2 separate regions of the Mus musculus genome follow, and region 2 is linked to region 1. The links are chromatin contacts, called in public HiCAR-type maps. All regions are on one chromosome and are shown on one strand. The core of a region is the stretch at or near the end of the contact, and the rest is flanking DNA. Distances in the headings are between cores, read along the strand shown.

Region 1 (2,937 bases), core at 222-2,721:
TGTTCTTCCAGAGAACCTAAGTGCTTCCCAGCACCCAGGATGGCTCACAACTGTTTGAACAGTTCTCAGGAATCTGCCACCCTCTTCTTGCCTCCAAGACACCAGAAGTGCAGAGACCAGACACCACCACACACATTTGAAAACAAATAAAAGCATGCTGTTTGTCACCACACCATGTTTTTCTGGAAGCTAGTTGAGCTTGCATTCATTCAAAGAACTAGTTCCAGAATCAAGAGATTGGGGGTAGGATAGGTCCTTCCACAAGTCTGAGATTTAGTTCTTATGGCTTAGGTCAATATGGATTGTATATAATCAGAGCTTGAACATGACTTTTAAGATGTGCTCATTCATCTGAGGATGTGATATTTTAAAAGTGATAAGAGTATTTCTTTTCAGTCAACAGGAAGAGAGGCAGAATTGGTGTGCTAGATGTGGCTTGGAGTCACTTCCATGTATTAAATGTTTATTATGTAGTCAGCATATTTATTAAGTACCTCAAAATTGTAACTATTGTAAATATTTTTGTTACTAACATTTGGGAGGTTTTTGTTTTTTGTTTTCCTTTCAGTTTTTCTGATGAGGAAACTAAAGTCCAAAGATAAAGTGACTAATCCAAAAACCCAAAACGGGGAGGGAAGGGATCGTGAAAATAAAATCTTTCTCAATTCTCTTTTTTAAAAAAGAAATATATGTCAAAACATTACTGGTTCATTGGGACACGGGGAAAAATACTGAATCATTGCTAAGCTTGCATGAAGTATCTGGTTTCACGAAGCCAAGTATTTTTAAAAGACGGACTATTTGCCGGATAATGAGCTGGGTCTAGTCTCCCAAAGGTTCCAAGTCAGCAGAAAAGCACCAGACTGGATCGGATCGGGGAAACTGGAGGCTGACCAATTTAGCTGTAAAAGTCTCGAGTCCCAAGGAAGAGAAGGTTTAGCAGGTGTTTAAACACCGGAAGGTCGTTTAGGTTCCTCAACGTATTGGGAGACTGTTTAAACATAAACGTAATTCCATCTGGTATACATGGAACATCCCGTTTCTTGTTCATCCGTTTAAAAACTATATTGAACTTGTGGTCACCGCCTAGTGCACGTGCTCCAAGCGGGTGTGGCAGACGGAGCTGGGAGGGAGGATGCCCTTGGCTGGTCACCCGCCACTCTCAGGTAGGATGTACCTCAGGTAAGCTCCGCGGGCAGGCAGCGATGTCGCCTCAAGCAGCGGTCCTCACCCGGGAGGCTGGCACGGGGAAAGCTGGCCTCTCGCTCGGGATTGTCGCCGTCAGGCACAGCGGGTGCAGGGCGACCGCCCATCCGCGGCTCCGCCCCAGCCAGGCACCGGCTCACCCGCCCACAGATCCCCAGACCTTGTTGCTCCCGCAAGGCTCTGGCTCCAGGCGAGCTGCCGACCCGGAGGGAGAGCGGGGCGGGATCCGGAGAGCGGAAGTGACGCGAGCGGGCTTCCGGGGGCGACCGGGAAAAGCGAGCGGCTGCGGCGGCGGGGCGGCTGGCGGGTCGGGAAGCTGCACGCGTCAGCATCTGTGGGCGACGCAAGTTCCGGACCTGGTTCCAGCGTCCTCACTCAGGACTGTCGCCGCTCTTACCTCGCTGCAGGCTGTCTGTCTCTCCCGACTGTGCCTCTTGTGCCCGGAGCTTTCCGAGGGCGTCCGCTCCTCGCCTCTGTGGTGGCACCCTTCTCTCGTGAAGCACTCCCCCCAGCTCCATGAATGGAAATCGGCTCCGCAGGTGAGGCGAGCTGCGGGACAGGGCAGGTGGGGTCGTTACCCCGATGTTGTCCCCTGAGCATCCTTGTTCCTTCCACTTCAGGTGCTGTCAGCGCACATAGTGAGGGAGTTGCGGGCTTTCAGGCCCGATGCGGGTGTCCTCTCCACAGCCCAGGGACCTACACTCTTGGGGTCATTGAGTTGGCGAAACTACAAGGAGGGCTTAAGTTTGGAGTTCTGTAGGTGATGACATCCCCCTAGAGTGCTTTCCCCTGAGAATGGAGAGAAGTTTGCCCTTGCTTTTGGAATTCTTGTTGGAAATATAAAGGGCGCGCTTGTCCTTTAACCGGGTCGTGTGTCCCATGGATGCAGAACAAGTCAGGCATAACCCTTATCTACCTATTAGTGTAGTTTGAGGATACTCTGAGATAATCAATGATTACGTTTCTAATTGGTGCTCGGGCGACGTCAGATGCAAGATGGCATTGCTCCCACCCCTGGTTCTCAGTGTCTGAGTGTGTAGTTTCTGAGGAGCTCGGAGATGTCCTGTCGCTCTGGACCACTGCTTACTAGAAGGCAGAGCTTCAGGATGCTGACACTATTTCCCCTCTATTTTCTATTCCCTGCACAGGAAATCTGGAATTTAGGATTTGTCTCTTGAGGAAAAAAAAAAAAAAAAAAAAAAGAGGTCTTGAGAAAGGAAGCCGGCCTGGATAGTGCTTGTCTTTAAAAAGGAAAAAGTAGTCAGCGATTCTAAAGTAGTTGATAGAGTAACATGAAATAGGTGTTACATAACGGCCTGCTGGCCCAGCAGTCACCCTGTTCTCCAGTTTGAAAGTTCTCTCCATCCACAAGATCAGTAATATATTGTTTTCATATATTTGGGGGATTGCCTTGTTATTATGTCCTAGCAAGTCACTGAATTTCATATCTCATCTTGCCAATTTGAAAGGTCCCCAAATATAAGAGAAAAAAAAAAACCCAAAACTAAAACTAGCAACATAGAAGGCCTTCAAATCAGTTCAGGGCATAATTGTCGAAGGGATACAAAAAGGCATTTCCTTTATTATGTGGAATTTCTTTCTACTCAGTGTCTACCATTTTTTCCCTTTCTATGTTCCATTTTTTTTCTCATATTTTCTTAACAGTGAAATATGTCTAGGCTGTGAAGTTTTGGACTCTTATTATCAATATGTGTGTTTCCAGACTGTATT
Region 2 (3,090 bases), core at 237-2,736, 2.2 Mb before region 1:
CTGCTAATCCTGTCTGGGCTCCTGGACTACCCGTCAATGCCTTGCAAGCCTGCCTCCTAACCCCTCATGCTTAGTCTTTTTGCATATTAAAATTTTAGGAACTTTTTTTTGTTTTGTTTTTTCGAGACAGGATTTCTTTGTGTAGCCCTGGCTGTCCTGGAACTCACTTTGTAGACCAGGCTGGCCTCGAGCTCAGAAATCCACCTGCTTCTGCCTCCCGAGTGCTGGGATTAAAGGCGTGTGCCACCAAGCCCGGCTTCGTAGGAACATCTTAATTCGAACATGTTTGTTCTGTATATTAACACTGACTAACATACAGGCATATTAGAAAAATTTTAAGAAACCTGACCTAACCATCTTTGCTAACTATCCTTTTGTTTTTTGACTTTTCTTTTTAGAAATTCTTGGGTTTCCCATGCAGGCATCCCAGCGTCCTGCCCTTGTGGCCGTTGTGTTTCTCCTTTAGTACCTTTAATTTTGCCGTTCCTGTCAGTTTGGCCATTCTCCCGCCTCCATTCTAACACTCAGCAGAAATGCAGTTGTCTCCTTCCCGGCTGTAAGTCAGAGGTGCTGAGAACGATACTCTTTTATAGGTCTTGGCAAGCTATGTCATTTGATGTTAACAGGATTTTCTTCTCTCTGAGTCTGTTAGTTTTTCAAATCATGAACAGATGTTGATCTGTGTCCAGTGCTTTGCTTCATAGTTTGAGGTGACCACAAAGCTCCTTTCTTTCTCTTTCTCTTCCCACTTAGGTCCCAGCCCTGTCCTGGCAGTTCAGGTCAAGGTAAAGGCCTTTCTTTTCTTGCCCCAGTGTCTGAGAGCAGGGCTGGAGCCCTCCCTACATCCAGTCTTCTCAGGTCAAATGCCATGACAACATCGTGTTGATATATTATTTTGCTTATAAAACATCCCCATTTGTGTTTAACCCAAGAACTCCAGGGGGGTCAGTAAAGAAAGGAAGTCATAATGAAACTAACAAGGAGAAAACCCCAGCTGATCTAAATCTGTGTTTGCAGCAATCCTACAGAGCAATCAAGCAAACGGGAGTTAGTCTACTTGGACAGAAGAGAACACAGGCTCAGAAGAGAAGAGGTGTTTTACTTGAGGACTGTGCAAAGCCAGACCAGACTCTACTTGTGTGTGTGTGTGTGTGTGTGTGTGTGTGTGTGTGTGTGTGTGTGTGTGTGTGTGTGTGGAGGGGGGTTGGGGGTGAGGATGTAGCAGGCACAGAAGCCAGGGGTCTAACCACACTGCAGACTGTTCTAGTGGTGCGCAGCCATCATCCCAGCCCTGGGGGTGGAAGTAAGAGAATCAGAAGTTCAAAAGGAGTCTTAACAAACTGAGCTCGTGGGACAGCCTGGGCTGCACATAAAAAAGAAAGCAACAACAAGAAAAGAAACTCTGTTTGCTTTCTCCTAACAGGAAGTGAGACCCCCCCATCCCCCTACGTTGCCCTGGTGTCATTTCCCCTCCCTCGAAGCCTCAGTGCTAAGTATCTCCAAGTCGGCCTCCTCACTTCCCGGCTTCCACAGTGGCCCTTTGACGGTGCTCCCGGACCTTGCAGGTACTCTGAGGTGGATGAGAGTATTGGTAACCCGGAGGCATAGGAGTCTAAAGTCCTCTCAGCTCTGATTCCTCTGGTGTAGAGATGGGCAGGTACTGGCTGCTGCCAGGTCTCCTCCTTTCCCTGCCTCTGGTAACTGGGTGGAGCACTTCCAACTGCCTGGTGACCGAAGGCTCCCGACTGCCCCTGGTCTCCCGCTATTTCACATTCTGCCGCCATTCCAAGCTATCCTTTCTTGCTGCATGCCTCTCCGTGAGCAACCTGACACAGACCTTGGAAGTTGTACCTCGGACTGTGGAGGGGCTCTGCCTCGGTGGTACTGTGTCTACTCTGCTTCCAGATGCTTTCTCTGCTTTTCCTGGTCTCAAGGTCCTGGCACTGAGTCTGCACCTTACCCAACTTCTGCCAGGAGCTCTCCGGGGTCTGGGACAGTTGCAGAGCCTCTCTTTTTTTGACTCTCCTCTTAGGAGATCTCTCTTTCTACCTCCTGATGCCTTCAGTGACCTGATTTCCCTCCAGAGACTCCATATCTCTGGCCCTTGCCTGGATAAGAAGGCAGGCATCCGCCTGCCTCCCGGTCTGCAATGGCTGGGTGTCACGCTCAGTTGCATTCAGGACGTGGGAGAGCTGGCTGGTATGTTCCCAGATCTGGTGCAAGGTTCCTCCTCCAGGGTTTCGTGGACCCTGCAGAAGTTGGATCTGTCATCCAACTGGAAGCTGAAGATGGCTAGTCCTGGGTCCCTCCAGGGTCTCCAGGTGGAGATTCTGGACCTGACAAGAACACCACTGGATGCCGTGTGGCTGAAGGGCCTGGGACTTCAGAAACTCGATGTCTTGTATGCACAGACTGCCACGGCCGAGCTGGCTGCTGAGGCTGTTGCCCACTTTGAGCTGCAGGGCTTGATTGTGAAAGAAAGCAAGATAGGATCTATATCTCAGGAGGCTCTGGCTTCCTGCCACAGCCTGAAGACCTTGGGTCTTTCAAGCACTGGCCTAACCAAGCTTCCACCAGGCTTCCTGACTGCCATGCCTAGGCTTCAGCGACTGGAGCTGTCCGGAAACCAACTGCAGAGCGCCGTGCTGTGCATGAATGAGACGGGAGATGTGTCAGGACTCACGACTCTGGATCTGTCAGGCAACAGGTTGCGCATCCTGCCTCCAGCCGCCTTCTCCTGCTTACCCCACTTGCGAGAGCTGCTGCTTCGGTACAACCAGCTGCTTTCCCTGGAGGGATACCTATTCCAGGAGCTCCAGCAACTAGAGACCTTGAAGCTGGATGGAAACCCCCTGCTTCACCTGGGTAAGAACTGGTTGGCGGCTCTGCCTGCATTGACCACCCTTAGCTTGCTAGATACCCAAATACGGATGAGCCCAGAGCCTGGCTTCTGGGGAGCAAAGAATCTGCATACCTTGAGCCTGAAGCTTCCCGCTCTCCCTGCTCCGGCAGTATTGTTCCTGCCCATGTATCTGACCAGCTTAGAGCTTCATATAGCCTCAGGCACGACGGAGCACTGGACGCTGTCCC

What was found. HiCAR-type assays count read pairs that join an accessible place to other places.
Region 2: a contact with region 1 is called in a HiCAR-type map of astrocytes, with 2.6 times the contacts expected there. The contact joins the promoter of Tlr12 here to the promoter of Ago3 in region 1. A contact is called at or near these places in 1 of 39 promoter capture datasets (liver) and 1 of 115 datasets of contacts at active chromatin or transcription factors (astrocytes).

What each region holds. Positions count from the first base shown.
Region 1 is chr4:126,428,076-126,431,012 of GRCm38.p6, reverse strand. Ago3 (argonaute RISC catalytic subunit 3) reads left to right here and starts at 1,471. Exons shown (of 19, transcript NM_153402.2): 1 at 1,471-1,745. The coding sequence starts at 1,727.
Region 2 is chr4:128,617,015-128,620,104 of GRCm38.p6, reverse strand. Tlr12 (toll-like receptor 12) reads left to right here and starts at 1,486. Exons shown (of 1, transcript NM_205823.2): 1 at 1,486-3,090. The coding sequence starts at 1,650.